Regions from separate parts of the Mus musculus genome. Here regions 1, 2, 3, 4 and 5 are each linked to region 6. The links are chromatin contacts, called in public HiChIP or PLAC-seq and promoter capture Hi-C maps. All regions are on one chromosome and are shown on one strand. The core of a region is the stretch at or near the end of the contact, and the rest is flanking DNA. Distances in the headings are between cores, read along the strand shown.

Region 1 (4,858 bases), core at 1,467-3,966, 1.1 Mb after region 6:
AGAGTCTCAGATGGTCATGTCCAGCTGGCCCCGAAGCTGTGGTGCTCCCTACTCCACTAGCAAGTACGCTGTGGCCACCTGACTCCCATCTCAGCCAAAATACCATTACATATTTATCTCACTGCAGAGATGTGTATAGATTCTACTAGCTGGAATGCAAACTCATTTAAGAAGCAGCTGTGTGCATATGGTTTATCCTACAATCAGGTCAGTGCAAGAGAAAGAACAGACGATTGACAAAGTGTCATTACATGTCTAAAACAGAGCTGCCATATTGTCACCATCCCTTTTCAGCTTTGCTCATTGATCACTCAGCACATCTTCACTTAGTTTAAAATCTATCCAGAACAAGATAGTCTGATACTAATTTCACACATAATTAACTCTTCTAGATATCCAATGACCCACTTTATGATGTGGAGAGTGTTGAATAATACCAACACATCTCATCAATTTATGACTTTTTTTGTGAAATCTTGTTTAGGGGTCTATGGTTTAGGTTCACCATTTCTCTAAGATATTTCCTGTTTTAATTCCATAACATCCAATTGCCAATAGATGGCATATAATTCTTCAAGTTTTTATGTTTTAAAATTATAGTAGATTGTACTCACATGCACTGTGTTCTCTCACGGCATATTATTACTAGCAATGGGTTCCTCAAAGAGAGCATCAAAATGTTTTCTTATCCATAATGAAATTAACAACTATAATTTCAAAGATAGACCTATATTATACTGTACTATATAGTATTTGTACTGTTGGGTATTTCAAAATATGTATGTAGAACTACAAAGATAACTCAGTGGATAAAGTACACACTACACAAGCCAGAAGACCAAAGTTGGATCCCTAGCACCCACAGAAAAGCTAGCCACAGATGCACACATCTATAACCTGTGTGCTACATGGCAAGAAACAGAAGATCCTGGTGGCCAATCAGCAAGCCAATCCAGCAAAAATGGTAGCTACAGATTCAGTGAGAGGTCCAGTCTCAAAAACTAACAAGGCAGAAAAAGACAGAGGAAAACAGTTGATGGTGGTCTCTAGTTTTGACACAATCAAACAAAGAGGAGCATGCTTACACACACATATAGCATACATGCACGCACACGCACACACACACACATACATGCAAAATGTATAAAATATATTTATATCACCATAACTAGAATGGTTATTCTCAATTATCAAAGTGATGTGAACTAAAATCATCTAAAAAATGGGCCTGGCCTAGATCACTCATATGTGAGATTGTCCTGATAAGGTTAATTGAAGCACATAGGAATACCACTAGCTGCGTGGTCATCCTAAACAGGGGGGAAAAAAAGAGTAAGTGAACAGAGCATGGTATCTTCAAACTGTGATCCAAAATAAACACTCCCTAAAGTTGCTTTGGGTCACGCAAGTACAATGTGGGTCAGGTTCCTTACCCACACTAATTCAAAATAGGTGGCTCTCTGTAAAGCTGTTAGTAGTACAAGACTTGCCTTCCAGTATAGTTTATGATTATTCAGCTTCATCAAAGTCACCTTTTAATGAGACAGAGTGATAGATCAAAATTAATAGCTAAAGAAAATCTTAAACCTCTAAGCCTTTACCCACAATGCAATATTAATGTCTTCCTGCCACAAATAAGGGTATCATAGAAAAATATGTATGTAGATGGCAGAGCTCACTAGAACGGTGAACCATCCAAACAACATAAATATACTAACATTAATACTAGAAAAATGGGTTTAGGATTACAATAAAAGAAATGGAAATATCAGAGTCTACTGCACTACCAATTGAATTATTTATTTCTCTTTGTGGCCTGGAGCAAGGGTTACTAGGTCAGACTTCATGATCAGGGTCCTGCAGAGGTATCATCAATATTACAACAAATATAAATACGGGGAGGGAAGCCCCCAAGCAGGATCTATTTGTTCTAGTAAAACAAATGGATAAAGACACATCTGCAGTGCTAGGAACGGTTAAGTTTACTGTATCTCAAAATCAAACACAGCCATGCTGAGTGAGCTGGTTGTACACTGCAGGACATAATCATGATTACATAGAAAAATGTGTCTTTCCAATGAACTGATACCTTCCCCATGGTGACGAGCATTTGTTGCCACAATGGAATACCACTTCTCTTTGGGAAAATGGCACTTCACGTTTTCATAGATAAAATTACCACTCCATCTCTCACTCATTAAATATACAAAAACATTACAGTAAGAGAAAAAAAATCCTTCTTACAACAAAAGGACAACAGAGGACAATCTGACCCTGAACAGAGAACAGAATCTGGAACTCTGTTGTACATCTATTCCTGAATTGTGTCACACGGGAGCATTAGGAAGGGTACAGACTGCACTTTTGATCCCTCTCTTGGTAGCCTTGAAACCTGTCGTTGTCATGTGAACAACATGCCGCATACAAACATACAGGTCATAAATGGTTCTTTCTTCCAGAACTATCAGTCGGTGTAGCAAAGAAGTCATGTTCAGCAACATCTTTGTTTCCTACTCATCCTGCATTTTAACACAGACAAAACTATCAGTCAGTAGATATTTTAGAACTATACTCCCTTGTTCTCATTAGGGATTAGTGTGTGTGTGTGTTTAAAAAATGAACAAAATTATTCCGAGCTGCAATTGGTTACATGGAATGCACAATGAAGAAGCACTCTACATTTTTTTGTTGTGACTTGGAAAGGGCACATTACATGCCTTTCATATTACTTACGTTCATACTGCTCAGCTGTTAAACACTGACCAACCCCCTGCTGAGGTTGATGTACTTCAGCCAGAGAGGATGGAAGCTGCCAGAAGGGTGATCTTTCCATCTCTCCTGCTGCCAGTCATACATTCCAGATATCAATTACCATAATCTCAAATGTTGAAATCATAAAATGTCTAAAGAACTGATTCCCAAAATAGTAAACTCAAGAGATGAAAGTTTTCTCACAAAACATTGAAACCTGTACCTTGAAAACTATGATACACTATGAGAAGAAACCGAAGAGAGAAAATGATAGTAGTGGAGTAGAAAGGAGAGGAGTCTTGAACCCCCAAACAAAAACAAACAAACAAATAAACAAAAGAGCACCGATTTCCTGAACCAGTGAATAAAAATGATTCACACCCGCTGAGCATCTAAGCCTCAGACGAGTGAGTGCCATGTTAGAAGCTTTGCCAGCCTAACAATGAACGCCAAGTGGTAAAGGGTCCTTGTTAGGAATGGAACAGTAAAGAGGCATTTATACTTACCACCAAATTGAAAAGAAAAAACAGCTTGTGTTTCGGTTTGCTACTGATATTGCATTTCAAACAGACCTCTAGTTGTTATTTTAAGCCAAAGGCGTACAGAACATGTTCCTATATAAGATCTGTAAATACAACAATTGACTTGTTCATTCATGGTATTAATGACTGGAAAGGGTAAGCCATTTTATAAATGCTTGTGTGAGGATTTGGCCTATTTCACAGAATAAAACAGATATCATCTGAACAGGCAAACCATGAGAACAGGATGGGAACTGGGTACCACCAAGGCTTGAAAAGAGGAATTTTAAGGAGTCCTGAAAGTTGGGATTTTTTCCATTGACCCAATGAGTTTGGTAGAAGATTCCAATAAGAGAATTGAAAATTTGATTTGGCAGTGTTAAAAATTCCATTTTAAAAACGCATAATTGCTCTATGTTGGACTTAGCCCAACTTGTGAAATTCTAGGGATTTTTAATCAGTTAAAACCACATCTTTCTAAAGAAATCCCTGAAGTCACCTAAAGGTCAAATGGTTTCATGAATAGTAAGATAACTAGAGCAGTGGTGTGCCTTGTGCATCAGAGTTTCCAGCAGGTCACTGGGCTGCATCTGAGTGCAGGTGCATGCAGGTCCCGAAGAATGGAGTGCCTCGGCAACTATCTGTGCATACCCATAACTGCGGGAACCCCTTACTCCGAATTTGGCTCTCTAGCTCATACAGCCTCAGCTTCAAGGGGAATTTCAGTTTTCTAGAATTTAGGCTTTATATCATAGCTTCAGCATTCAGAATTATGATTGAAGAGTTTTAGAATTTTAGGGTCCTCACAAATTTTTATCTTTGGGTATTGCAATAAGTGGAGTATAGATGCTTGGATTCTCTTTCTGAACTGTGTCACAGAATTCAGTTATCAATTATAAAAACTAAGAGAATGCTGCTTAATTCTCATGGGAAAGAAAGAATGAGAAAGGAGGCAGCATCCTTTATAAACCCAAATTTTTACAAGTCTACCCTGAGTCTACAACCATGTGTTCTTATTATATTGGTCTTTTCTGAAATGTCACCAATCAGATAGGTATTAAGGAACACTTTCCAAATTCACCTTTGTGGGTCCCTGGTCACTAACTTAGTACATATGGCTGAAAAATAACAAAACATGGTGTTCAACTTCTTTTTTAATTGTACATATCAATAAACTTAAAAGTAGGTTTCTGATTTTGACTTTTTTCTATTTAGATAGACAAAGCTTCTCTCAAAAGCCATCCGTTACTAAATGAAAATCTCAGTGTCAGACAAGGGATGCACCCCGATGAGTTCTTAGTCTGGAAAGCCCCACAGGCTTCCAATACAACATTGGCTATTGCCATGGCTCTTTGTTGCCAACCAGAACATGATGGTATGAGCTGTGTTTGCATACAAAACACAGAGAAATCAAGCTAGAAACTTCCTATGTGATGGTCAGATTCTGTGCTCTAGAAGATTATATGCATATTTATGGAGAAAAGCCATCAATACTCTGCATGCTAAAATACAGACCTGGATACGATGTTCTCATTGGTAAAATAGTTGTATAAGCAACCAATTTCTGATCAGATTGGAGGCCTGTT
Region 2 (4,760 bases), core at 1,236-3,735, 2.0 Mb after region 6:
GAACAGTTTTATGTTTGGTTAAGTAAAAACCCAGAACTAGCGTGGTCTCTGTTGTCTGCATTTATGCTTCCCCCTAATTATATTGGAAGCTTTTGGAACTTGCACATTCAGTGTTTATAAAGGGGTGTATAATGAGTTTTTCCTATGACTTTGCTTTAGTGTTTAGTCATAAGAAAGTGGTAAGAACTAGACTCTGTTGATAAAACATGGTTACTATTGCATATTTGTTATGCTTCAGGTAATGCAGTGTAAATCATTAAACACATTTAATGATGAATTATTTGAATTTATATTATCTGTAACTTGGGAAATTTTGTAGTCCTTAAAAGAGACCCAGTTTTCAAGTTCTATTTTTGACCACCTTCAAATATACTCCACTACCCACTGTATATTAGAATCTGTGTAGAAGTAGTTTATAAGTCGGCCTGTTTAAAATATATCAAAACAAATACTGCTGGGGATTTGGCCTGGTAGTAGAATGGTTTGCCTAGCTAGTATGTGGAAGGCCTTGGGTTTAATTTTAAAGTATGACCAAAACATTAAAAAAAAAAAAAAGCATGAACATTTAACAATAACATTTCTAAGTAAATGTTTTTATGCCACTAAAATGTGAAGTTGTGAAGTGTTCATATAAACTAAATAAATGTGTTGGGAATCTTGAGACAGAAAGGCAGAATAGCACTGTTCCTCAAGGAGGGAAGTCAAGGCAGGAGTCTGCTGGTGGGGGTTGATACAAAGTGATTGCTGCCTACTGCCTTGCTTTCCATGGCTTGCTCATTTGCTTTCTTACAGAAGCCAAGGCCACTAGTCCAGGGTGGCACTGCACACGGGCTGGGCCCTTCCCATTCGCCACTAATTAAGAAAATGCCTTTCAGGGTTGCTTACTTCCTGGTTTCATGGAGCCATTTTCTCAGTTGAAGTGTTCTCTGCTTGCATGTCTCTAGCTGTGTCAGGCATCTAATAAGGATGGGGTGGTCTTTTAGTGCAGATGTGTTTCTTTTCCTTTTTATTAGTATGTAATTGTTTAAAACAGGCTGTCACGACACATGCATACATGTGTGTAATGAGCTTTGGTCATACTCCCCTTCTTGCCTCATACTGAACCCCTTCCCTATTTCCAGGATTGTCTTAAACAAGTAGTCCATTTACGAGGCTGATGTTATTAAAGTGGGTAAGATCCAAAATCTTTACTCTTCTTGTCTGAGAGCTCCTTGAACTCAAGAAACAAACTGTTTTTAGCAAATTTTCTAAGATAAAACTATCCCTTGATGTTCAATTATTTAAACCAAAAAATCTGGAGTTAAACAGCTACAATAAATCTAACTCTGAAGTCATGATTTTTATTCTTATAATCAACATTAATATCATTCTTGGTCGTAGCTTTGCAGGACTGTTCTATATAGTTACTCTTCTAATGAATATATATATCTTTATGTTTACTCCCCACATTACACCATTGGACAGAAACATGCACACTGTATAAATGTCTTAGTATTTTATGATAATGTGCCTTATAGTCTTGGAAGGAGTTAGTATGGAACTTAAATGGTCAAATGACAAATTTGTACTTAAAAGTGGGGATTCTCAGGTGAGTAAGATTAAACTCACTGGAAGGTGGGAAAGCCATTCTGCTCAAGAGTCCATGGACACCAGAATTGAGATACTTCCCCTAGGGCACAAACTGGTAGTTATAGATAACCTGTTGTAACTTTATAAAAATAGGTATCTACATCTGTCAAATGTGTTTTTATTGTAAAAAAAATGCAATCTTGATTTTAAAAAATAAGATAAATTATTTGTATAATTTTGAAAGCCAAATTTTTGAAAGTATGATTTCATTTCAGAATCTGACTGCCTGAGAATTAATCCATAATGCAGTGTCATCGGTGGGTTCATTGATTGGTAATAAGTTGTCATTGTATATATTTTTGACATTAATAAAATCTATTATGAAAATGGTCGATGTGAGATTTATTTCATAATCACAGGGCTCTAAATGTACCAAACCTGGCTGTGATCATCCGGATTCTGCTCACAATCATTTGTTTTTTTAATTTGCACTACTGAGAGGAAATTCTGCCATTTGGCTTTTCTGTGATTTTATACCCTAGCAGGCCAAAGCCCTTTCCTGAAGAAATCAAACGGAATAAATTACCACGCTTGTAGTTTCCCCCCCCCCTCCCCCCCCAGAGGAAAGAGGGAAGGGACACTACTGTTATGGAAATCAAGAAAACGCAATTTCTGGCGTCTCATTTGGCCTTGTAAATTTTTATGAGGATTTAAACTTGATGAGAAGTGCACTATCAATTAGATTGTAAGCGCTCCACCACGCCCATGCCCTGAGAAGCGGTTTAAGAGTAGCGACCTCGGGAGGTTCGCCCCGATTAGTTAGAAACGCTGCTGGGAAATCTGCAAACACCAATGTCTGTGAGGAAAGGCGAGGGCTGGGACCGGGGAGGCGGGCCGGCTGCCGCCATAGCCCGCCTCCTGGTTCTGCTTCCGGCGCGGGAGGTAGGGCCACGTCATCTTCGGGCTCCCAGTGCCAGCCGGGCAGTGGATGGTGGGAAGCAAGATGGCGGCCACGGCCAGCATTCGGGAGAGGCAAACAGGTACTCGGTATTTCCTTCTCTGCAGTGTGTGCCTCAGCAGCGGCCTGTCATCATCTCTGGGTTGTTCGTACAGCTCGGAGTTGAGCTTTGAGAGCTGCTCCGTTTTGAGGTTGTGGGGAAGAGATGCCTGTAAGCTTCACAGCCTTTACCACAGGCTGCTTGCTACAGTGCTAGCTACTTATTTTTTAATTGCCGAGTTTTAGAAGGCCATCAGGGCAAGGACCAGCAGCTGGTGTTTTCTTTCCTGTCTTGTCACTTAACGAGGTCTATAGGTTTGTGTTCGTATTTCAAGTCTCCCAGGTCGGTTTGGTTTTCACTTTCAGTTTTAGGGTTTTTTTTAAAAAAACCTGTTTTTGACACTTGAGCCATGATTACAAAATCTAAGTATTCTTTTCCGAGCACCTTACTTTATGCCATCATCTTTGGACCCTTTGGGAGAAGCTGATGGAAAATGCCAGGTGATAAAGCTGGAAGAGACTTCGGAATGTCAAATCAAATTAACAGCGTCCTCTTTCAGTTGTTCCACAGATAATAATCTTAAAATATAGAACAGTTGTATCTTAAGTAGAGCATATTTGTACACCCATTTATAAAGTAAAAATTTAAAGATACATATTTCTTCCCTTGGTTTTAGTTTAGTTTTTTTTTTTTTTTTACATGTGAGATACACCTGATTTTCCTTATTTTCAGTAAACTCTAGAAACTTAATGTATGTATATTGGCCCCAGAATAATTACCTATACGTATATCATATATAATGTGATATGTATAAATCAGAACTGACTTACATATACTACTTATCTAGTAACTCCCAAAGAGAATAGAAATCGTCCATAAGCGATAAAGAACTTTAATTCTCTTGAACCTATGCTTATTTGTATGAAAAACAATTGGTTACAAGCAATACAACATAGCAATAGAATTTGAACTGTGCCTGATTCCTTCCCTTGTGTTAAAAAAAAAAAAAGATAGATTTGAATGTAGCATACTTAACAGAAAACATACTGAGTTCTACATTTCTCAGTAGGTAATTTAGTAAAACGGTAAAGCATAACTTAAAATATGGTAAGCAAATATTATTTGAGAATGCTTGATAATTAATTTTATTTGCAAGCAAACAGAAGCCCAAGTTCTCTTAGAAGTTTGGGTATAATATCTTTTTCTTTGTTTGTTTGTTTGTTTGTTTGTTATTTTTTTCTTCCGAGACAGTGTTTCTCTGTGTAGCCATGGCTGTCCTGGAACCCACTCTGTAGACAAGGCTGGCCTCGAACTCAGAAATCCGCCTGCCTCTGCCTCCCGAGTGCTGGGATTAAAGGTGTGCGCCACCATTGCCCGGCCTGGGTCCAATATCTTAATAAAACTAAATGAATTGGATTTTACTACCCATCAGTAAAACTGTCCTGATGAAAGGAAACCTTTTAAAAGTTGAATTTATGCAACAGTACATCTTTAATATTCGGACATTGTAAAACACTAAATGTTTTGTCTTTTGGTGAAAATAAACTTCATTATAGCAAGATTCCACATTATTACTGTATAGCTTGTGCTGCATCAGTTATTAAATTCATACTATACATGGATCATGCCTTATTTCCAGAAGAAAATCCTTTGTAGGAGTAACATTTCATTGATTTCTGTTGAGAATATTTAGTAACAAAAATCCTCTAATATTCTAGGTGGGAGATGCTTTGCTGCAAAGTAATTTGCAGTCAGTTTGGACGGATGAGACAATAGTCAATGCACTGTGAATTTATCATTAGTTTAGGTAGTTTCTGTTATCTCCATTTTATAGATGAAGAAACTAAAGTACAAAGGTGTTGACTAGCATGCCTGTTTCTTGGTTTGTCTCCCTGTAGTACCTCTGTCACCTCAAATGCCACCTTTGTGAAAGCTTCCTGCGTTACTTTTCTTCTCTTTCCTGTCTTCCATTCAGCAGTCAGAGCAAGCTGCTTCCTCTTGTTACTACTGAGGGTTTTGCTTGTCTGTCTCCCTTGTCTCTCAGTGTTACACAACCCAAATTCATTACTTTATCTCTTGCTGTGATTTCATCTGGCCTCTTAGCTTTCAGTATTATATATTCTGGTGTCTTGGTCTTCTGATGAAGAGACATCATGAACGTGACAACTCTTATAAAGGAAAGCATTTAACTGA
Region 3 (4,637 bases), core at 1,509-4,008, 1.3 Mb after region 6:
TAGGTTATTGATATCTAGAACGACAGATAATAGAATAACTGACAAGGCACACTGTCTAGACCCGTGACTTAGGGACTTATAATATTTGCTAAAATTCACATTTCAAAATAACTCAACTTGCCATACCCATAAAAACAAAAGGATATGGCTGTCCCAGGAAAACTTTTCAAACTTTTCTTTTGGTGAAGAACTGCATAATAAGCAGGATACATACAGGATTCCCTTAGAACACACAGTGGGGCTGGCTCCCTGCTCTCCAGCCTTCCTCCAGCTCCTCCCCTCATCCCCACCCCCAGATCTTGGCTCAGGTCTACACAGCACAACACTTGACTGCATTCCAGTTTTCTTTCTGCCATTACATTTTGGCCATTCTAAAACACCCTCCACAAAGCTAATGTGGATCTCAGATACGTGCGGTATGGATATCTCTCTTTTGAGAAGATTACCGAGTTTTCGGTTTTTTTGTTTTTTTACAATGTAAGTTCCTAATCATCTCAAGACTTTTTTTCCTAAGTGAACCTTCTGTGTATCTACTACTGAGGCTGTCCCAGCCTGCTTTGCCCTGCATGTCCTCTTGCTTGCACTTCTCCTGGGTACTGATAACACTCCCAGGCAGCAACCCAGAGTCAACTGTAAAATTCACTGTATCCAAACCCCAACCCAAACCTCTTGAATCATATTCCCCACTCAAAACCTCAAGGACAGACCAGAAACACAGAAACACACAGAGTTTAAGCAGGTCAAAACAAAGTTTGTATTAACTTAGCCCTTTTGGGATATTCTAACACTACACCATCTTCTTTAGAACTTACAGTTAGATTGTTGTTATAGTACCGAAGGGACTTTCTGAATAATTTCATTACATGTGTTGTGTATGCCTGTGTGGCAGTGCTTTTTAATTAATTAATCCATATCATAACAGAAATATTTGAAGGCTATACAGTGAGGCAGTCAGAGCCTAGAATACTTGCATAATTCACCATCCTGGGGGAGGGGGCGGCTGGATTCAGTACTTCAAGGGAACTACAAAGAGTTCAATTATATAACGAAAAAATATCACTCCCTTTAATTAACAAAACTTCAAGGCACTCACTGTTACTTGAGTCTGACCTCTAGAATTTTCACTTCCTGCATTAGTGGGTGCTTCCCCAGAGCAACTCCCTAGACCTCTGTACTCAGCACCACTATTTACACCGCTCAAAAAGCGTAAGACACGTTGTTCCAAACAGTTTAAGAAAATCCGCTCTTGACTGTTCATTAAAGGGTGAGAACTAGCCAGTCAGCCCTCCAGAGTTGAAAGTCAGCACCTTTAGCTAACTCCTCTATCTCTCTCTCCTCCCCCAGAACCCTGGCAGTCCATACTGTGAAGGAGTGGCACCAAGGGCCCTTCCCCCTTACATGAAGCATCCTTCTGGATGGCTGTGGAGATAACCTAACTTCAAAAGTGCACTGGAAACAATGATGGGTGGCCTAGCCCAGCTTTATGGGCCTCTCCCCAGCCAGTCTTTGATGACCACTATCCAAAGTCCCATAGCCTCAAACTTAAGAGCAAAGCCAGCACTGGATGTTCTTGGAACCACAGACCTTCTCACTACTCCAGTCTCCCAAGATCAGTGCATGGAAATTTAAGCCAAAAAACGCTGTAAATTTCAGGTTTTATTGTTGGAAAATGTTTCTAAGCTCGCACAGTGGTAGTACTAAATCCAGGGCGGACTTGGGTAGTGGTACCAACTCCTCGGTTGTTTTCACAGCTGGCTTAATCAATCACCCTTTCTTAAAAGCACTATTGGCAGGTGAGAAATTCCTGGCGTCCAGGTCACACCCGGAACTCCTCAGCATCAATTAGAGCTGAAAGAGGATGTAGTGGAAGGGAGTGGGGCTGAAAAAGCTCTGGGCTGTCCCAAGGGATCTCTGGCGCTGGAAAGCGGATCTGGTACCAGGTAGGCTCTGGTCCAGGGAAAAAGAGTCAGGACAGCCAGGAAACCTCAAGAATACGCCGGAGCGCGAGGAGAAAAGTGCAAGATTCCTTGAACTGTCATCGCAAGAAGGGAGGTAAAGGAGGTGAGAAGGCAGGCGTGCCAGAGAAGGAGCAGGAGGTCAGCCCCCAGGAAGACTGCGCGGCAGGCAGAGCAGTGCCTGGGGCTAGGGCATGCAGTCCGGCCACAGCCAGGCTGTACGGCGCAGGCGAGGTCGGCTGCAAAGTTGGTGGACCCGGGGCACCTTACCTTCTGGTCCACGATGGAACAAGCCATCTCCCGGACATGCGCCAGGCTGTAGTCGCCAGAGGAGTCCTGCAGGAGCAGCACCGGCTCGCGGCTCAGGCCGATCTGCAGATGGAACGAGATGCCCCCCGCCGGGGCGGCCCCAGGCGCCGGGAAGGGCGCGGGCCCGGAGCCTGGGACCAGCGCAGCGGCGGCAGCAGCCACGGCGGCCGCGGCGGGCAGGAGCGGGCTAGGCGGTCGCAGCAGCGGAGGGACGCTCATCGCGCCAGTGAGCCCCAAAGTTTGGCGGACGTGGGGCGCGGCGCCGCTGCCTGCGGCGGCGGAGAAGAACCACCAAACTTTCCGGGAAAGTCCGCGCGCGGGGACAGGGCGCGCGACCGGAGCTGGTGAGGGCGGGAGCCGCGAAGATGGCCGAGCGGAGCCGGGGCCGGCGGGCGGGCAGGCGAGCAGGCGGGCGCGCGGCAGCGCGGGGGAGGCGCCCAGCTACTGCGGCCGCGGCGCGCTCCGCTCCGGGGACCACGGCGGGTCCGCGCGACCGGCGCCGGCGGGGCGGGGCGGGGCGAGGGCGGCGCCGCGGAGCCGACGAGGGGAACCGGAGCCCGACGGGGAGCCGCCCCCTGCGCGCAGCAGCCGCCCCAGCCCACTCGGCGGACTCTAAAGCCGCGGACCCGCCCATTCAGGGCAGTCCTGACCACCCCCTTCCAAGCGCCCGCACAGGAGTGGACCGGGAAACGCCAGCCTGGTAGAGCCCACCTAACGGGGGACTCCCTCTGGGAGCCCTCGAGTTTGTTAAAGGGCCAGTCAGCTGACCTCTTTAAAACCGTGTCTCTCTTGTAATAGCGGAGTCTGTATCCTTTCCATCAACCCCACCTGCTCCACCCACCGCCTTCTTAAGGGTCTAAATAGGGTTCTTGCTTTCTACTTTGTTTTGTGTTTGGAACTTCTGTGTTTCAGCCTCTTCAAAACTGTCAACCTTAACCTGGCTTTCTAGGAGCAATTCCAGCCCCACACCCACAGCACTAATTTTGATCTGATTATACTGGTGGCTGGGCAAAAAGAGGTGCTTCAGAGACAGTAGAGCCTGACTATATTTCTGTCCTTTCTATCGGGATGGGTTCTTTGCATCTGTAGATGTACAGGGACCCTATTTGGTTTAACAGGCTGCAATGATTGTTATCAGAGGCCTTCTGATAATTCTTAGTAAATTCTGAACAGGCTCCATCTTGGCAGCGCTTCTTCTCACTTTAGTTTCCCCAATGTGTCCTCTTACATGCACAAGCACACAAACCATTTTTGCATATTTTCGTTTGCAGTGTGTTAATTTTGTTTTGTTTTGGTTGGTTTGCTTGTTTGTCTGTTTTTGATTAATGGTTCTCTTCTGGACCAGAACATTGAGATGTGGTTTTCTACAGAGTTGTGTTGTATGTCAGTAATGGAATCTTGAAATTCCCACCTACATATAGTCAATTCACTATTCTAGAAAACTCTCTAAATTAATGGTACAAACGACTATTTGAGTAGACTGGATAGGGGTGTCGTTCCTAAGTTTACAGACTGCTTTAAAGGAACTAGTTTTACCTAAGCCATCTGTGCTTTCTAGCTATCATAGCTCTGAACACAGGACTTCTGTCCCAGAGTCTGCGGGCACTAGCTATCCACTTATGAAGTCAGACTATGTTCTTGCCATAACTGATTACATTGAAAATATAAAAGTAAGACAGTAAATGAAGTTAGTTCTGACAGCAACAATTGCCATAAATAACAGTAACACAGTGGTTAACAGCAGTAACCATGATCAAGAACATGAGGCTCAACACTTTGACCAGTGAAGAAAACAAATCTTTCCTGGGGTGTTTCCATTTGAGCCAAGGACTGGTTGATGGGAAGGACTGGTCTTAAGACAAGCTTAGGTAATGGTCTTCAAGTCATATAGCATGCAAAAGACCCCAAGAGAGGGCTTACTGCACTTGCTTAAGGCACAGAAGAAATGAGGCTGGAGGGCAAATAGGAACCAGTTCTTCAAAGCTGTGCTAAATTGTTTGTGGTTTATTCTCAATGCACCACTGAACCACTGGGAGGATTTCAACAAGCCAGTAGATGTGATTAACATGTTTTGAAGGAACATTCTTTGACTGTTATGCAGGAAGCAAATCGCAAGCGAAAGGAATAAAAGCAGGGGCAGTAGGTTAGGGACCCTAGCTGTTGCCCCTCCCTCTACAGGATCATCATGATGGTAGTGGAGGTGCTGAGAAACAAGAGGCTAGAGTTCTTAATGTGGAGGCAGGATGGAGACCCTGCTGTTTACGCAGATTCTCCAATGGTAGGGAAATAGAAGTGTCACCAAGGACTCTATGGTTTTTTGAGAAATGTGTGTGATTCTCTGCTGCTAATAATTGAGACAGAAAACAGAAAAGA
Region 4 (5,129 bases), core at 2,151-4,650, 1.2 Mb after region 6:
TATTTAAAAACAATTTTACTTGAGAAAACAGAAAAACCAGAATAAAAAATAGTTCAAATTTCTAAATACTTCATCCTGATTATTACAAAATGATTTTGTAGCTAAGCATAAAACAGATATACTACTAAAAGAATACAAAAATGAACACTTCTAAGGCATGAAACAACTTAAGAACACAGGTTCTGACAAAAGGAATATTCACAAGCCACAGGTAAAATCAAACACAGGACCCTGAGATCAGCCATCTAAAACCCAGGGTTATAGGAGGCAGGCCTGCAGACCTGAACTTTGCAGTGAATGCTCTGACAAATTAACAAAGGTAGGAGGACCCTGCTAAATTTACATGTAAAACAAGGTAACAGAGTATCTATCACCTTTAGGATCACACTGTTAGAATGGAAAATGATGTAAAGGAAAACTGTAACTCAGTCCATCGGAACTTTGTAGACTGGAGTCCGAAGAATCCATTGGTGGTTATATCACATTATCAAAGGAAAAATCCCTATCAGGTGAACTGAGACAGCGAGGTTTTCCCATAACCTGGATAGCATATCTGTCAAGATTAAACAGTTCCTTAAGTTTCGGTTCTGAGGCAATTGGGAATCCTTCCATTTCTGACTCTACTCAGCGGAGATCTTCTTACACAGAGACAATTCCCTAGGAAATATTAACCAGCATCACTATGAACTGCGCAGGATGCACTCTGGTCCATGTTTATGATTCATGATAACTCAGAACGGATAGGAAACATTTTTTCCCTGAAGCTTAAAATCTGAGCACTAGAAATTACAGCTATAGGAACCAGACTATACATAACTGCCATTTTTATGTACCTCTGAAAAACATTGCTCTTTGAATCAAACTTGAGGGTTGAAAGATAAAAGGGCTCAGAGGCTTCAGGAAATCAATGGAGCATAAAGAAATGGGCAGAAATATGGACATAACATTCCAGGTGGAGAAAGGCATAGGTGAATGCCCAAAGACTAGGAATACACAAATACAGAAACTGACGACAATATCATGACATACCAAGTAAACATACAAGAATATATTAAAGGTTAACCATAATAATTTTGAAAGATATTAAATGACCAAACTAGAAGTTTACTGGCAATAGGAAGAAGCCACTAGACTATTCCTGCTTTTGCTTTGTTTTATTTCTGGTCCTCTGAAGTGGCATAATTAGATTATTAAGATGGATAGTTGAAGTGGTGCCTAGTCAAGAGAACTTACTGCAATAGTCTAAACAGGCAGTCACAGAATGCTGAAAAGGAACAAGCAGTTTGATGATGAACTCTGAAGAAGTAAATGTGACATTTGAAGAGAGGGCAATCATGAGGATTGTCTGGTCTCTTGGTTAGACCTATATGCAGGTTAATTTTATTTGTGAAATTGACAAACCTAGGACTACTTGGGAAGATATTCTAAATGAAGAATTGCTTGGATCAGGTTCATATAAGCATGTTTGAAATGGCTAGTCTTTAATGATAAATTGATGTAGGTAGGAAGACCCAGCCTATTGTGGACAGTACCATTCCTTGGGCATGTGGTCCTGTCCTGAGCAATGTAAGAAAAAAGAAAGCTAGCCAAAAGCCAGGAAGCAAGCAAGCACGTCTGGCTCCATTCATCTATTTATCTGCTTTTTACTATGGATCTGACTGTTTTCTTAAATTTCTGCTCCAACTTCCCCAAAATGATGGGCTTTAACTTGGAATTGTAAGACCAATAACCCCTTGTCTTTCAACAACTGAGATACTCAACACAGCAACAGAAAGTACAACTTGAACTCAGAGCACCTGGAAAGCTTGCTGGAGGTTAGCCACTCAGAACACAAAGGTGTTTTGTGTTTTAATTACTGACCTGCTGTTTTATAACTTTCACACATCATTTTATATTAATTATTTTCATTTCTAAATATCATTTTTAACATCTGCCCTGGGGTTAAAAATGTTCCTGCAACCCATAAATAACCAGACAAATGCCAGAAGCAAGAGAACTATCTAGAAACATGTTAGGAAAGGTCAAAGAGAAAGTTCTTCAACTAATATGCCTGACTCTTGTCTTCTAACATGGACAACAAGATCTCAGAAGCAACTCAACTCTTCTGTATGCTGTTACCTTGAAAACGTGTGCAACGTCTCCTTTCTAGAGCCTTATTTCAGCAAAGCAATAGTTAGGGAACAACAAAGACATGAACTTCTCAGCAAGGGCTGCCCCCGGAGTACAGGAAGCCTAAGGTGCCTTTGTGTTACTTTCTTCACTTAGAATCCCAACTAAGAAAATGTCTCCTGATGTTTAAAACAGTTGCCACAGCAACAAAGTGAACAGTTAAAAGGCAATGAACTTAATCAATGCAAGTCATTGTTGGAAAGATTATCCCTCGAGACAAATCTCTCACTGCTAAGATTATTGCTATTTATCTGAAGTGTTTTCTGAAAAGGTAAGAATGAGTGACTGGGGGCTCCCAATCAATGAGATGGTGTCTTTTTTACTTTCAATGAGCTAAACCTCCCAGTAGACCAGAGTTGCACTTTTAATCATGGTGTTAATCGATAACAATTACACCCAGGAGAACGCCAACGGGAGTTTTCCAGAAAAATCTCATAGGGCTTAAAGTGCTACACTTGTAGAAACAGTCGATATCATGTTTTAAAACAGAATTCGGGTTGGCTCTTCCCATTTCCCTAGGGCAAAACTACATTGCTGCAGACACAGACTGGAGCGAAAACAATGTTCTTTGTAGACCTTCTGTGCTTCATAATCACCTGGAGATTTTATGTAAATACAGACTCTTAGTCAGTTAATCTGAGATGTGGCCCTTGATCTGGATTCCCACAACCCCCTAGGTGATGTCTGTCATTAGTCAGCAGACCATGCCTGAGGTAGCAAGATTTAACTGCACTAGATTAGTCAGAAGAAAAAGAAAAGTCCGACACAGTGGCTGATGGGGTGTTTACGAAAGTAGGAGTTAAGAAAGAAGAAAACAGTAATACTAGACTTAGCTCAAAGAGTACTGTTGTCTGACAATGTCCAAGAATCCTAGCTGTCGTCTGGAATAGGAATGGATGTTGTGGAGAGAAGAATGGCAATAGTGATCATGTAACTGAACCAAACTCAAGGAATAAGAATAGTTTCCAGGTGTCAGTTCCCATGTGCAGGGCACTGTTCTAAACAAAATATGCAGAGTAAGGAATTTCTCCCAAGAAGCTTTGCTAAGTAGGATTTTTACCATCATCCTCATGCTATGGATGTGGAGGAAGGAGGAATCCAGGGAGTTAAATCCCTTGTCTGAGGTCAGAGAGTTGTTAAGTTCCTAACTGAAGAAGCAAGGGCTTGTCCTGTCAGTCCGCCTCAGAGCAAAGGCTCTGACTCTGAGACAGGGGCACCGTGCATATTAACAGGAAATGTGACTCACCAGTAGGTGATGTAAGCCCTGCAAACTGCCAACGAGGGGGACTAAGCAATGGGGAGGTGAAAGGAAAGGGATCAGGCCGGACAAGCCAGGGAATGGAAAAATTTGAAAATGGAAGGAACATTTTGGGATCATAATGGATTCCGAGGTAAAGTCACAGCAGCCAGCCATGCTTGTGACCGTGTGGAAAGAAAACCAATCAGCCTGGCAAATAAACACCAGGAAAGAAAGGCCAAGTCAGTCAAGAAATGGCACCAACTGCTGGGGACACAGTCTATCTGCCTGCAATACAAAGAAAAGGAAAAAACACAAACTCTCAAGGACAACAGAATCGTGATTATTCTCACATTAATCACCCAGTTTACAGATTATCGGGGCCCCTTGCTGGGCCTCCTTCTTCTTCCTACAGGATTGATTGGACATTTTGCTTCTAATTAGCAACTTTACAAAGTAAGTAGGAGCAAGGGTGACAATCAAATCAGTTTATTTTGCTCTTGCTTGGGGAGCTAACAATAGGTTTGGGAGAAGGAGGTTAGGCTAGGAAAGGAAAGATGCAAATACATTCTCATTAATCCCATGTTCAGGGGCTTCCTTTCCCTGGCCCTCGGGCCTCTGCAGGAGGAAGCGCACGGAGAGGGGACAGTCTGAACTCTGCAGTCTGTGCCAGAGGGCAGCCAAGGAACTCTTCCTGCAGGGAACATGCAGGTCAGGGCCAAGGACAAACAAAGGGGTCTGCTTAGATGTGTGCTGGGAAGCTGCTGTTCAAATTGTTAGATGGGCCTGAAACAAAAACCTGATCTTGGGAACTTCGGGGATCCCAGCGCAACTTATATGCAGGTACCCAAGGCAAATGGGACAGTACAGGAAAAAGAGAGACACCAGCTGAAGACAAGGTAATGCCTTCATGAGGCAAGAGACACTCGGGTGTTTGGATGTTTTCCTAGAGCCACGAGAAAATACGTGTTTCAGAGACACCTTTTGGGCACTAATATTGAAACGTGGTCATCGAACCTTCTCATTTTTTCACCATGCCCTCAGCAACTCTGCATGGGTCTAAGGTGAAGCCGTCTAAATGGATGATGCTAGGACTTCAGCCTGTGTTGGCATATTTTCAAGTCTGTTAATTTTATCTAAATGTTTTCCATTAGCACAGGCCTTTAACTAAAAGCCATTCATTGTTTCAAGACACAAATCATATCTCTTTAAATTCCAAATGAAAGTAATTCAGGCCTACTTATAATTGGATTTCAACAGATACATATACACATGTTTCGCACTCTCAATGTTATTTAGAATACATCTCACTAGGTCTTACTGTGTTGATATTAGCATGGTACTCAAGGAAATGCTTCCAGGTGGCAGGCACCTGTTCTAGCTTTGAAACTTCAATCCCCAAACCTCCAGCCAGACACCAAGATGCGGTTGCTCAACAAACTATCTCTCTCACCAGCTAGTAGTTTTGGCAGAGCATTTGGAACTGGCTATAGCCAGCTGGGCATTTTGCCATTTCCTTGAGGCAAAATTAAAGTGGAAGATGCAAGGGTTTTATTGTAATTTTCCACCACATATTTATATCATTATGGGTTTTGTGCTGGTCTATTCCCCACACAGTCGCACTGAATATCTTCTCATTATATCACTGAGATTTGAGGCAAATATAGGATGATGCAATGAAAACAAGCGGGCACTGTGTATAGAGGATGATTGCTGAAGATAA
Region 5 (4,650 bases), core at 1,860-4,359, 1.7 Mb after region 6:
CAAACCCAATTCCAAATCCACTGGGCTTTTTTTTTCCCCTATGTAGTCACACATGCCATCCTACAGAATCATGGTATGGGAAAACAATCATTCTTTTTTTTCTTTTAAATTTATGACAATTTTTCACATGTTTTCATGGCTAACCTATGCCATCCTCAAATCAGAGGAATAAGCAGTAACTTGGTACCTGGAAGGCTCCAATGACAACCTCTCTCCCCCCTGTCAGGTGCCAACGTGATGGAAAGCTTACCATCACCAGGACACAGAGCAGCACAACTCATGTCGTTAGCGGCAACAGATGTTAAGAAGCATTGCTGGGGTCAGCTTCTTACCGGTTGAAACTCCTTAAAGATGCAGTCTCTGTGCCCGGCTTTGGATTAAGCACCAGGTTTTTAACATCAGTCCTTTGGTACGGAGAGCCTGTTGGCTCCTTTCAGCTTAGTCAGACCTGGTTTAGCAAATCTCTTCCCAAACAGGTATAGACCAATGTAGAGCATCTGACTGCTTGGGTTCCTGGGGTGTGGGGATAGATACCACTTTATCCTAGCGGTATCTATTGATTGCCTGCCCCTGAGCTAACTGCAGAGGGGTAAATTAATATTCTTAAGTGTGAAGCTTTTTTTGTCGATGGAAGTGTGCGTACCTCATGGAATTTCCTTCCCTGATTCTCTGCCTTGCTTCTTGGATAAGGAATTATCTTCCTAGCTTCTATTATTGTTCCAACCCCATCCAGCAACCTAGCACATCTGGACCACATGAAACGAGGTACCTCACTTTTCCTGAGACTTTTCCTGGGGTTTTCTTTATATGAAGTTGGGCGTGTCTACCCTATCAACTACGGACAGAATAAAGGTCAGAGAATCTCTACACCCAGGTTCCTGGAATGTATGAGCCTATTATTTAACTTTCTAGTAAATGGATTTATAAACAAGAAATTGTCTAAGGCCTTATGTAATCACTTTGGCTATAGAAGTAGAAATCCTTTCCAGCTGTGATGATGAAGATAAGCATTCTGAGAACTCGAACTACCACTGCAGGCTTTGAGGATGAAGGAAGGAGTCCTGAGCCAAGCAACCCAAGTGTTCACAGGGAGCCTAGAAACATGAATAAAAAAATCGTCCACTCAGCCTCTAGGAAGGAGCAAGACCTCCGTGACACTGTTAGCTTGGGAAGTTCTCACTAGAATTCTGACCCATTGAACTCTAAGATTAAGATTTCGTTTTAAGTGGCAACATTTGAGGTGCTATATCAGTAATTTAAAATTTCAATGCAAGGACTGGAGAGATGGCTCAGCAATTAAAAACACTTGTTGTTCTTGCTGATAACCCAAGTTTGGTACTCAGTACTAACTTGACAGTTTGTAATCACCCACAACTCTAATTCCAGACGATCCGATACCTTTCTCTGGCTTTTCACAGAATGTATATGCCCCTATATACATAAATATGTAAAATAGTGATACACAAAAAATCATTTTAATGCCAATACAAAGATATAAAAGGAAACCATAAGTAGTGGAGTTACTGCACTTCCAAGCACACAGATTAAACTCCAAACAAGCATTATTTTCTTCTCAGAGTCTATTCTGTGGGAGACTCATTCACTCACCAACAATGGTAAGAAGCACATTATGTGTTCTAAACCCCATGCAGAAGGAGCTTGCCGAATTCCCATTCTCATCAAAACATACATTGTTTTACATTCTTGAGGCGAGTTCCCACTTTCTGTTTATACAATACTCAAGTAGATTTTTGTTTTCCTCACTGAGTTCACCTCAAGCCCCCGGTACATCAAACACTTCAACAGAGCATCATATCTTTGACCTGCTTGCTTGTGTTTTGATAAAATTCAGAGTGGAAGCTATTATTTCTGTTTGACTTTGAGTTCAGGAGGCAGGTGACGATTGTACTGGATGCTACCCACAGGCGGCTCCTAATGCATCTCGCTTGTAAACACCCCAAACCCAGGCCAAAAAAAAAAACACTATGACTGCACATGGCTGCCAAGCAGAGAGACTCACCCAGCCTTTGGGGGACATTAGATGGGGAGATAGAAACCAACAGAGGCAGGGAATTGTCACCGGAGGAGAGGGCTGAGGGGAGAAGGATACTGGAGTATACGAATGGAATTGTTGCCATCCTCCTTAAAATTGTGATAGGTGAAGACACTAAAAGAAAATGTTTGTTTTGCTAACTTCACATTCACAAAATTGTATTTATCTAATCAACTGAAGGTACTAAGGCTACCACAGAGAGGACAGGTTTCTTTGACTAATCCTTTGAACAAAATCTTTTTTGATCAAGAGACATAGAAGGGCTTCTAGGTAGCTGAACGCCACAGACTGACTCCCCTGGCAGGATGAAAGCAATTCTGCTTCTCCAGCTCAGAAATAAAATCTGCTCTCCAAAAGTGAGACCCTCACCCTACCTAGATAAGGATCGGTAACTGCCAGAGGGCACCCCAAAAAGCACATTCTCGCTAGGAGGAGACCAGTTCCATGCTGTTCCATTGTATTTGGGCTCTGATTACACATGGGGTATGGACAAAAAGCATGGCACCTGTTTGAAGAGGACGGGACCCTCAGCAAAGAAGTGCCAGTCTCACAAAGTCATGCTTGCCCCATGACCATCACATCCCTCCTAGGAAAGTCCAGCTTTGCTGGCAGGGAACGAATGGAGGTGTTCCAATCTGGAACAAGTTCTTAAAGCATCTGTTAGGCTGCTGGAGCTCTTCTTGTTGATCCCTTTCCTTGTCTGTGTGTAAACATCTGTGTGATTGTTTTTTTTTAAAAAAAATGTTTTTAATTGATGTCAGACCATACATCCAACAACAAGACTAACATTGTACAGTTTGGGCTCCTATCCTTCTCCTTCACCAGCTGGCAGAGCTTGAAGACTGTTTATTCCACGGCTTAGCTTCCCTTTATCTTTCATGTCCCAGAATGTCAAAGGTTGTAAATTTAATATTGATTTCATAAAGTAGTTTTACTCTAACATGTCAGTTACGATTAACTTCATGCTGGAGGAAGCTTAGCCACTGATCTGGATTCGCACGCAATGTGGCGCCCCGGCTCTCAAGCTCTCTGGATGAATGCTTTATTTATTAGCTTGCACAGTCTTTTGTTGAGGCCAGCACAGACCCCCGCCCCCAGCCTTCTCTTTGCTCCAAGCCTCCAGCACCTGGCTCTTACATTAAGCTTGAAAACCTAAGTAGATCAGGGAGACGTATCATTTGCTGGCATGTCAACAGACAGAAGAGTTTATAGATCACATTATACCCTAGTGGATAGAATCAGAGCTGGAGGAATGAGAAGTCTTCCTTGAGTTTCAACCCCCCCCCCTTTTCAGGCTCCCAGTGCCCCTGTGAGCTGCCATAAGAATAGAGGCTATCACTATATCAACACGTATAAAAGATGACATTTATTGAACATGTTCTATGGACTGACCATTTAATTCATATCAAGCACAGTAATAAATACTTAATCCTGAATCTGCTGTATGAATCAAATGTTTATTAATTACCATCATTTGTTATTGTTAATACTGCTGGGCCCATTTTGCTGATGGAACAACTAAGAAAATCTCAGATCACAAGCCAAAGGAATTGAATCCCAAACTGTATGAGCCCCAGAGTTCAGATCCTAACCCACAATGCCAGGATGAACATTCTATCAGAAAACTGAGAAATGCTTTTTTTTTTTTTTTTTTTTTTTTTTTTTTTTTTTTTTTTTGCTCTACTCCTGCCAAGACAACATCTTTTACCTAAATTATCAACCCCTGTTTCTTGATTGTATCTTCTGATCCAAACTGGCCTAGAGTGAAATTCATCCCTGGATTCCATTGTTCTCTCTTAGTAGGAGAGCAGTGGGCACAGTTATCCCCTCTCCTTCCTCACATTGGATGAGAAAGCTTGGGGTGCTTCCACTCTTTGGCAGGAATCCCTTCCCGAAGCCCCGTGCCCATGCTTCTCTTCAGCAGCTGCATTTCAAGTGCCAGTGTTGGTAGCCCCACCTTCCAAGTTGAGGAAATGGACCACAGCCCTCTCACCTTCTCAGCCTTCCCTAACCACAGAGGCTAGGACCCCAGTGCTAACATCACTGTATTGGACGTTCTATCTCTTGTTTGATATGTGTTCTTTGTGTTTGTCTGTGTCCCTGAGTCCTCCTCCTCTATGGCTATTTTCAAAGCACAAACAGACCAGACAAAGTGTCTGCCTAGGTTGGCCTTTCCATTCCCTCTTCCTGTGTCTTAGCAAGGAAGGCAAAGGTTAGAGCGGATTAAAGACTGTGCAAATTCTTTGTCATGTCTTGTCTTGAGGTGGGAGCTAAGAGCTGAGGAGAAGGTTTTATGACTAGCATGAGGACTTTGATTCTCAGCAACCATGTAGGAAGATGCTGGGCATCACCCTGTGCACACCTGTAATTCCAGACCTATGGAGAGAGAGATGGGAAGATCAATGGGGCTTGCTGACTGTTAGCCTAGTAAGAGACTCTTTCTCAAGGACATAAGCAGAAAGCGATAGAATGCCTGATATCTTCCTTTGGCTTCCACACATGGGTTCACATACTTCCACACACGTGTGCCTATGCAGCACAAACACATGCTACACACACATGCATACATACCCAACCACCCCACAAAACAAAGTGTG
Region 6 (4,587 bases), core at 1,279-3,778:
GGGGGATTTGTTTCCGGTCTGAGACCACTGGCTGCCTGCCCTCTGTCTTCTGAAGGTAATCACAGCGACTAGGAGGCTGAAAACAGGGCTTTATGTGCAGAGGGAAGAGGCCCTCGGTGGACGTGGGCAGGACTTCAAATCCAATTTGCACCCAAATTGGTTGGTAGGATATACAAAGCCTCATCCAGAGACTTTCAACTTCACAATACTTTGTCCAGGAACTCCTTCCCCCTCTGCTTCAGCTAGCAGCAGATCTAAAAAGAAACCATTGCTTACACAAATATAAGCCTCTGAGTAAACAGTGCATGTTTTGTTGAACAAGCCTGATATACATATGTGTGTGCATTCTGATATATAGCCCCATCTCACCATAAAGAACAAGTAAAATTATTTAAAGGGATTCAAACTTGCTTTTTCGGGAATTGCAAATAACCTTTGCATCAGGAAACTAGTTTTAATATTATTTCAAACTATATGCTATGTTTTTACGATCAATCATCCTGCTTTGAGAGACTCGCATTCACGTAACCTTAAAATAACACAGCACACCCTTAATCTGCATGCAAAACAATTTTCAAGCCGCCATAAGCCTTGACATATAAAATCAGAGTATTGCAGCTCTCACTGTACAAAACCCAGTTTTTGCTCCTTGAAAGTAAACAGAAGAAAAAAAAAAAACCTTACTTTGCCTGCTAATTTCTTCCACGGGGTAACAAAACAATACACACTTAGCTTTAACCTAAGAAGCACCTCAAAACATTAAAAATTCATCAGTCAGAGCTGGTGTTGTATTCAAGGAACAACTCCTCCAGTTCACTGCTGAGCTCAGATTTGAATAAAATGTCCAATGTTAACAAACAATACCCACGTTTGGCACTTTGTGTATTAAATTGATCAAACAGATTTTAGGAGACACAATGCACAATTTGTACAGACCTGATTGAGTTAATATAATATCAGCAAATTTTACATCGAAATGATTCTGTTTCTTTTCTTTGTGTTTAAAACCAGCACAGATTACAAATTTTAATGATCTGAAAATGTTTGGTATACAAAATCATGCTTATTTCAGTATTAGCAAAAACACAAGAAATTTTTCAACACAAACACCCAGCTGTGTCTATTTTAAAAGCAGTTCAATGACAGCTTGCACTTATGAGCATGCAATCAGCTAATTTCGCTTTTTTTTCTTCTGTGTTAATCAACACTTTCCTTCCTGCATATCAGAGTACAAATAGTATAGTTACTCCACATCAGTAAATGTTTACGTAACCTGTCCTTTCCCAAGAATCCGGTTACACCGAATCATTTCACGCTAGACCGACTACGAAAACGTACCGGGCCGTCCACCTCTGAGGGAGCCCCGGGAGCCATTATAAGCGGTGGTGAGAAGGGGGGCTGGGGGATGGGGAGGAGTAGGTGGAGGAGTGAAGGGGAGAGGAAAGGAGGGAGGGAGAAGGGGTGGGTTAGTGAAAGGGGAAGAAGGGAGAGGGGAGGAGGAAGGAAGGCAAGCGCATTGAGGAACCACCAGGGAAAATGGGCCTGAGGAGGAGAAAAGAGTGGGAAGGGAAATGAACAAGACAACCCAGGCTCACAGATCTCTCTAGCTAGGTTGGCAAAGCTCATCACGTCGCCAGGCTCCGTGAGAAACCCCAAGCCTAGAAATCAACCTTTGGCACCAATGTGTTTTGCAAAGCTGATTGCTAGAACCCTGGCCTTTTCCGTCATGCATAGCTTGTTTTAAAGTCAGCGGATATGTAGGAAGAGATCCAAGCAGTGGAAGGATATTTGGGGACAAATAATCAAAGATCTCTTACAACACTCCAATAGATATAAAATTTGCTAGCTATTTGTAATTGTGGATAATTTTCGCTAGCGTTTCCCTCTCTTTCCCTCCCCTCTTTCTGCGCCCCATTTCAAATTTGGGGGGTGAGAACATCAGAATAACTCCCTATTATTTTGAGTATTGCATGTTTCTGGTAGATTTTAGTACCACACATAGGCCCTGTTTTTTCTCCTTCCTTTTTTTTTTTTATATCAAGACTGAGAGATCATTTAGCTAAGAGCTCATCAAAATGAATGCTGGCATGGGTAGAGTATTTTACCTTAAAGAGGAGGGGAAAGATACTCGTGACCTATGTGTCTCCACCTCCCTCTCCTCTCTGGCTACGGCCTCTGCTTACAACGTGGCGCGCTTTGAGCCAGTGAGGATTTGTGATCTGTGTGCTCCGCACTAAATTCCAATCCCTGGGAAATGCTGGGCCTTGGCCCTGGCCCTGGCCGCGATCTTTTTAAAGGCCTTGAATTACAAGCTACCCACTCGTTTCAACCTCCCCACCAAACCATCCCCCAAACCCCAGAAGCTAGGACTGTCAAATCCACCTTCCTTGGGCTCCCCAGAGCATTCCAGCAGCATCCAAGAAGGGTAAGAGCTGATTTCGCCCTACTGGTGTTTCAAGATTGAGGTTTTAAAGAGATAAAGTATTTGTGAAATGGGAAAAAGGAGCAAACATAGGATTTAAAAAAAAAAAAAACGGAAGTAGACGCCCACTCATATTTTCTTCAATGTCAAGCAAAATGAAAATATTTCCAGGATGATCGATCGCGGCTACCGGCTTCCAGTACTGCCTAGAAGCTGAAGAGGAGGTGGAGTGCCCGAGGAGACAACTGCCACCGGGTCACCCGCGCGTGAGCGCGACTCTGGGAGTGAAGCGAGACGGAGGGAGAACACACGTGTTACCTGCTTTATTTCGGGACTGTTTGGGTCTGTGCTCGCCCGGGGCAGCTCTCCGCCCGCCCGCCCGCGTGCGTGGAAGGCCTCCACAGAACGCACCCACCGCTCAGCCGCCCCCGCTCGCCGCCCTCAGCCCAGCTTCACAGCCGAGCTCGCCGCGGGCCGCAGGAAGCTGTAAGTACCGGCCTGGCCGTGGCCGCCCCCGCCCCACCTTCCAGGCCCCGTTCCCCCGATGCCCGGCTCTCCGGAGCTTGCTGGCCCGCTCGCTCCCAGGGCGCTGCCGGGGCCGCCGCGTCCCCAGGGTTCACGCCCTCTCCCGCACCCTCGCAGCTCGCCCCTCCGCCGCGCCCCCCGCCCCGCTCTTCCAGACAAAATTGGATACAAACTTTAATCAATAAGGATAAATATTGACGCGCAAAGGAAAATAATCCCATACAGGGAGGAGGCCACAGTCGAGCGGCCGCGGCCCGGGGCGCACGCCCCACGCTAATCCTGGCCGGGTGGGCGATCTCCCGCCGGTCCCCGCGGCTCCAGGCCTGGGCCCCGCCACCCGGAGGGGGCGGTGAGCGGGGGGCGGGGCCGGGGCGGGGCGGGGATGGGCGGGCCCTGGGCCCCCGATTGGTCGACGGCTAGCCAGACGCTCCTGCACGCCGGCGGCACTGATTGGTTCGGCAGTAGGAAAGGTTAAACCAAAAATTTTTTTACAGCCCTAGTGTGCGCCTGTAGCTCGGAAAATTAATTGTGGCTATAGCTGCCTCGATCGCTGTCTCCTAGCCTCGCTGCGGCCGCTCCGGGACGCGCCCGCCCGCCGCCCGGCTCTCCCCCCCTTCGGGCTGCCGCTGCTGCTGCTGTGACTGCTGCGGCGCGAGGAGGAGGAGGCAGCGGGGGAGGGGGAGGCCGGGCGCGGAACGGAGCGGGGCGCTGCACCCCGGGCGACGGGTTGCTTCTGCCTCTAGCCTCCCTCTCTCTCTCTCTCTCTCTCTCTCTCTCTCTCTCTCTCTCTCTCTCTCTCTCTCTCTATCTCCTCTCCCTCTCTCTCTCTCTCTCCCTCTCTCTTTCTCTCTCTAATTCTTGAGGGGTGGTTGCAGCTTTTGCTACATGCCTTGCCAGCGCCGGAGCCTGCGGTCCAACTGCGCTGCTGCCGGAGCGCTCAGTGCCGCCTCCGCTGCCCGCTCCCCCCGCGCCCCACTCCGAACCCGCTGGTCGCCCGCCGCGCTGCTGCCCGGCTCCCGTGCCGCCGCCGCCGCCGCCGCCGCCCCCCGACGCCTGGGTGATGCTGGACATGGGAGATAGGAAAGAGGTGAAAATGATTCCCAAGTCCTCGTTCAGCATCAACAGCCTGGTCCCCGAGGCCGTCCAGAACGACAACCACCACGCGAGCCACGGCCACCACAACAGCCACCACCCCCAGCATCACCATCATCATCACCACCACCACCACCCGCCGCCGCCCGCGCCCCAGCCGCCTCCACCGCCGCCCCAGCAGCAGCAGCAGCAGCCGCCCCCGGCCCCGCAGCCCCCGCAGGCGCGCGGCGCCCCAGCAGCCGACGACGACAAGGGTCCCCAGCCGCTCCTGCTCCCGCCCTCCACCGCCCTGGACGGGGCCAAGGCTGACGCACTTGGAGCCAAAGGCGAGCCGGGCGGCGGGCCGGCGGAGCTGGCGCCCGTCGGGCCGGACGAGAAGGAGAAGGGCGCGGGCGCCGGGGGGGAGGAGAAGAAAGGGGCGGGCGAGGGCGGCAAGGACGGGGAGGGGGGCAAGGAGGGCGACAAGAAGAACGGCAAGTACGAGAAGCCGCCGTTCAGCTACAACGCGCTCATCATGATGGCCATCAGGCAGAGTCCCGAGAAGCGCC

Evidence for each region. Promoter capture Hi-C pulls out the DNA fragments that hold promoters and counts their contacts. HiChIP or PLAC-seq counts read pairs in DNA pulled down with a chosen protein or histone mark.
Region 1: an H3K27ac HiChIP or PLAC-seq map of the NIH/3T3 cell line shows a contact between it and region 6, with 6 times the contacts expected there. The contact joins the enhancer-like site here to the promoter of Foxg1 in region 6. A contact is called at or near these places in 5 of 39 promoter capture datasets (the 3T3-L1 cell line, cranial neural crest, hippocampal neurons and 2 more), 1 of 484 Hi-C or Micro-C datasets (adipose-derived mesenchymal stem cells), 6 of 115 datasets of contacts at active chromatin or transcription factors (the NIH/3T3 cell line, VIP interneurons, embryonic forebrain and 3 more) and 1 of 9 other capture datasets (adipose tissue).
Region 2: a contact with region 6 is called in an H3K27ac HiChIP or PLAC-seq map of SST interneurons, with 7 times the contacts expected there. The contact joins the promoter of Scfd1 here to the promoter of Foxg1 in region 6. A contact is called at or near these places in 7 of 39 promoter capture datasets (cranial neural crest, frontonasal cranial neural crest, hippocampal neurons and 3 more), 3 of 484 Hi-C or Micro-C datasets (cerebral cortex, cortical neurons and reprogramming fibroblasts) and 6 of 115 datasets of contacts at active chromatin or transcription factors (SST interneurons, VIP interneurons, embryonic forebrain and 3 more).
Region 3: a promoter capture Hi-C map of embryonic stem cells shows a contact between it and region 6, with 9 times the contacts expected there. The contact joins the promoter of Prkd1 here to the promoter of Foxg1 in region 6. A contact is called at or near these places in 11 of 39 promoter capture datasets (the 3T3-L1 cell line, cranial neural crest, embryonic stem cells and 6 more), 13 of 484 Hi-C or Micro-C datasets (adipose-derived mesenchymal stem cells, cerebral cortex, embryonic fibroblasts and 4 more), 13 of 115 datasets of contacts at active chromatin or transcription factors (VIP interneurons, astrocytes, embryonic forebrain and 7 more) and 2 of 9 other capture datasets (embryonic stem cells and pancreatic islet).
Region 4: an H3K27ac HiChIP or PLAC-seq map of the NIH/3T3 cell line shows a contact between it and region 6, with 8 times the contacts expected there. The contact joins the enhancer-like site here to the promoter of Foxg1 in region 6. A contact is called at or near these places in 2 of 39 promoter capture datasets (embryonic stem cells and hippocampal neurons), 1 of 15 datasets of contacts at CTCF or cohesin (the NIH/3T3 cell line), 6 of 484 Hi-C or Micro-C datasets (cerebral cortex, embryonic fibroblasts, forebrain and 3 more), 4 of 115 datasets of contacts at active chromatin or transcription factors (the NIH/3T3 cell line, astrocytes, embryonic forebrain and 1 more) and 2 of 9 other capture datasets (adipose tissue and liver).
Region 5: a contact with region 6 is called in an H3K27ac HiChIP or PLAC-seq map of oligodendrocyte precursor cells, with 56 times the contacts expected there. The contact joins the enhancer-like site here to the promoter of Foxg1 in region 6. A contact is called at or near these places in 5 of 39 promoter capture datasets (3T3-L1-derived adipocytes, cranial neural crest, hippocampal neurons and 2 more), 7 of 115 datasets of contacts at active chromatin or transcription factors (VIP interneurons, embryonic forebrain, embryonic hindbrain and 4 more) and 2 of 9 other capture datasets (adipose tissue and liver).

The regions. Positions count from the first base shown.
Region 1 is chr12:50,512,000-50,516,857 of GRCm38.p6, forward strand. All of the region lies in intron 1 of Prkd1 (protein kinase D1), which reads right to left. Among named protein-coding and RNA genes, the nearest start is that of Prkd1, 130 kb to the right of the region's middle. Within about 2 kb of position 2,717, at least 19 of the 459 cell types and tissues checked have an H3K27ac peak or open chromatin away from gene starts, as enhancers often do. A contact at or near this core is called in the NIH/3T3 cell line and adipose-derived mesenchymal stem cells, where this site is marked.
Region 2 is chr12:51,375,028-51,379,787 of GRCm38.p6, forward strand. It overlaps Scfd1 (Sec1 family domain containing 1), which reads left to right and starts at 2,486. Exons shown (of 25, transcript NM_029825.3): 1 at 2,486-2,609. The coding sequence starts at 2,558. G2e3 (G2/M-phase specific E3 ubiquitin ligase) reads left to right here. Exons shown (of 15, transcript NM_001015099.2): 15 at 1-1,959.
Region 3 is chr12:50,646,491-50,651,127 of GRCm38.p6, forward strand. It overlaps Prkd1 (protein kinase D1), which reads right to left and starts at 2,759. Exons shown (of 19, transcript NM_008858.4): 1 at 2,226-2,759. The coding sequence starts at 2,483.
Region 4 is chr12:50,541,636-50,546,764 of GRCm38.p6, forward strand. All of the region lies in intron 1 of Prkd1 (protein kinase D1), which reads right to left. Among named protein-coding and RNA genes, the nearest start is that of Prkd1, 110 kb to the right of the region's middle. Within about 2 kb of position 3,401, at least 78 of the 459 cell types and tissues checked have an H3K27ac peak or open chromatin away from gene starts, as enhancers often do. A contact at or near this core is called in the NIH/3T3 cell line, adipose tissue, astrocytes and 6 more, where this site is marked.
Region 5 is chr12:51,078,917-51,083,566 of GRCm38.p6, forward strand. No RefSeq gene overlaps it. Among named protein-coding and RNA genes, the nearest start is that of Gm34745, 76 kb to the right of the region's middle. Within about 2 kb of position 3,110, at least 7 of the 459 cell types and tissues checked have an H3K27ac peak or open chromatin away from gene starts, as enhancers often do. A contact at or near this core is called in oligodendrocyte precursor cells, where this site is marked.
Region 6 is chr12:49,380,479-49,385,065 of GRCm38.p6, forward strand. Foxg1 (forkhead box G1) reads left to right here and starts at 2,529. Exons shown (of 2, transcript NM_008241.2): 1 at 2,529-2,908; 2 at 3,823-4,587. The coding sequence starts at 4,008. Gm34304 (predicted gene, 34304) reads right to left here and starts at 1,350. Exons shown (of 2, transcript NR_168648.1): 1 at 1,339-1,350.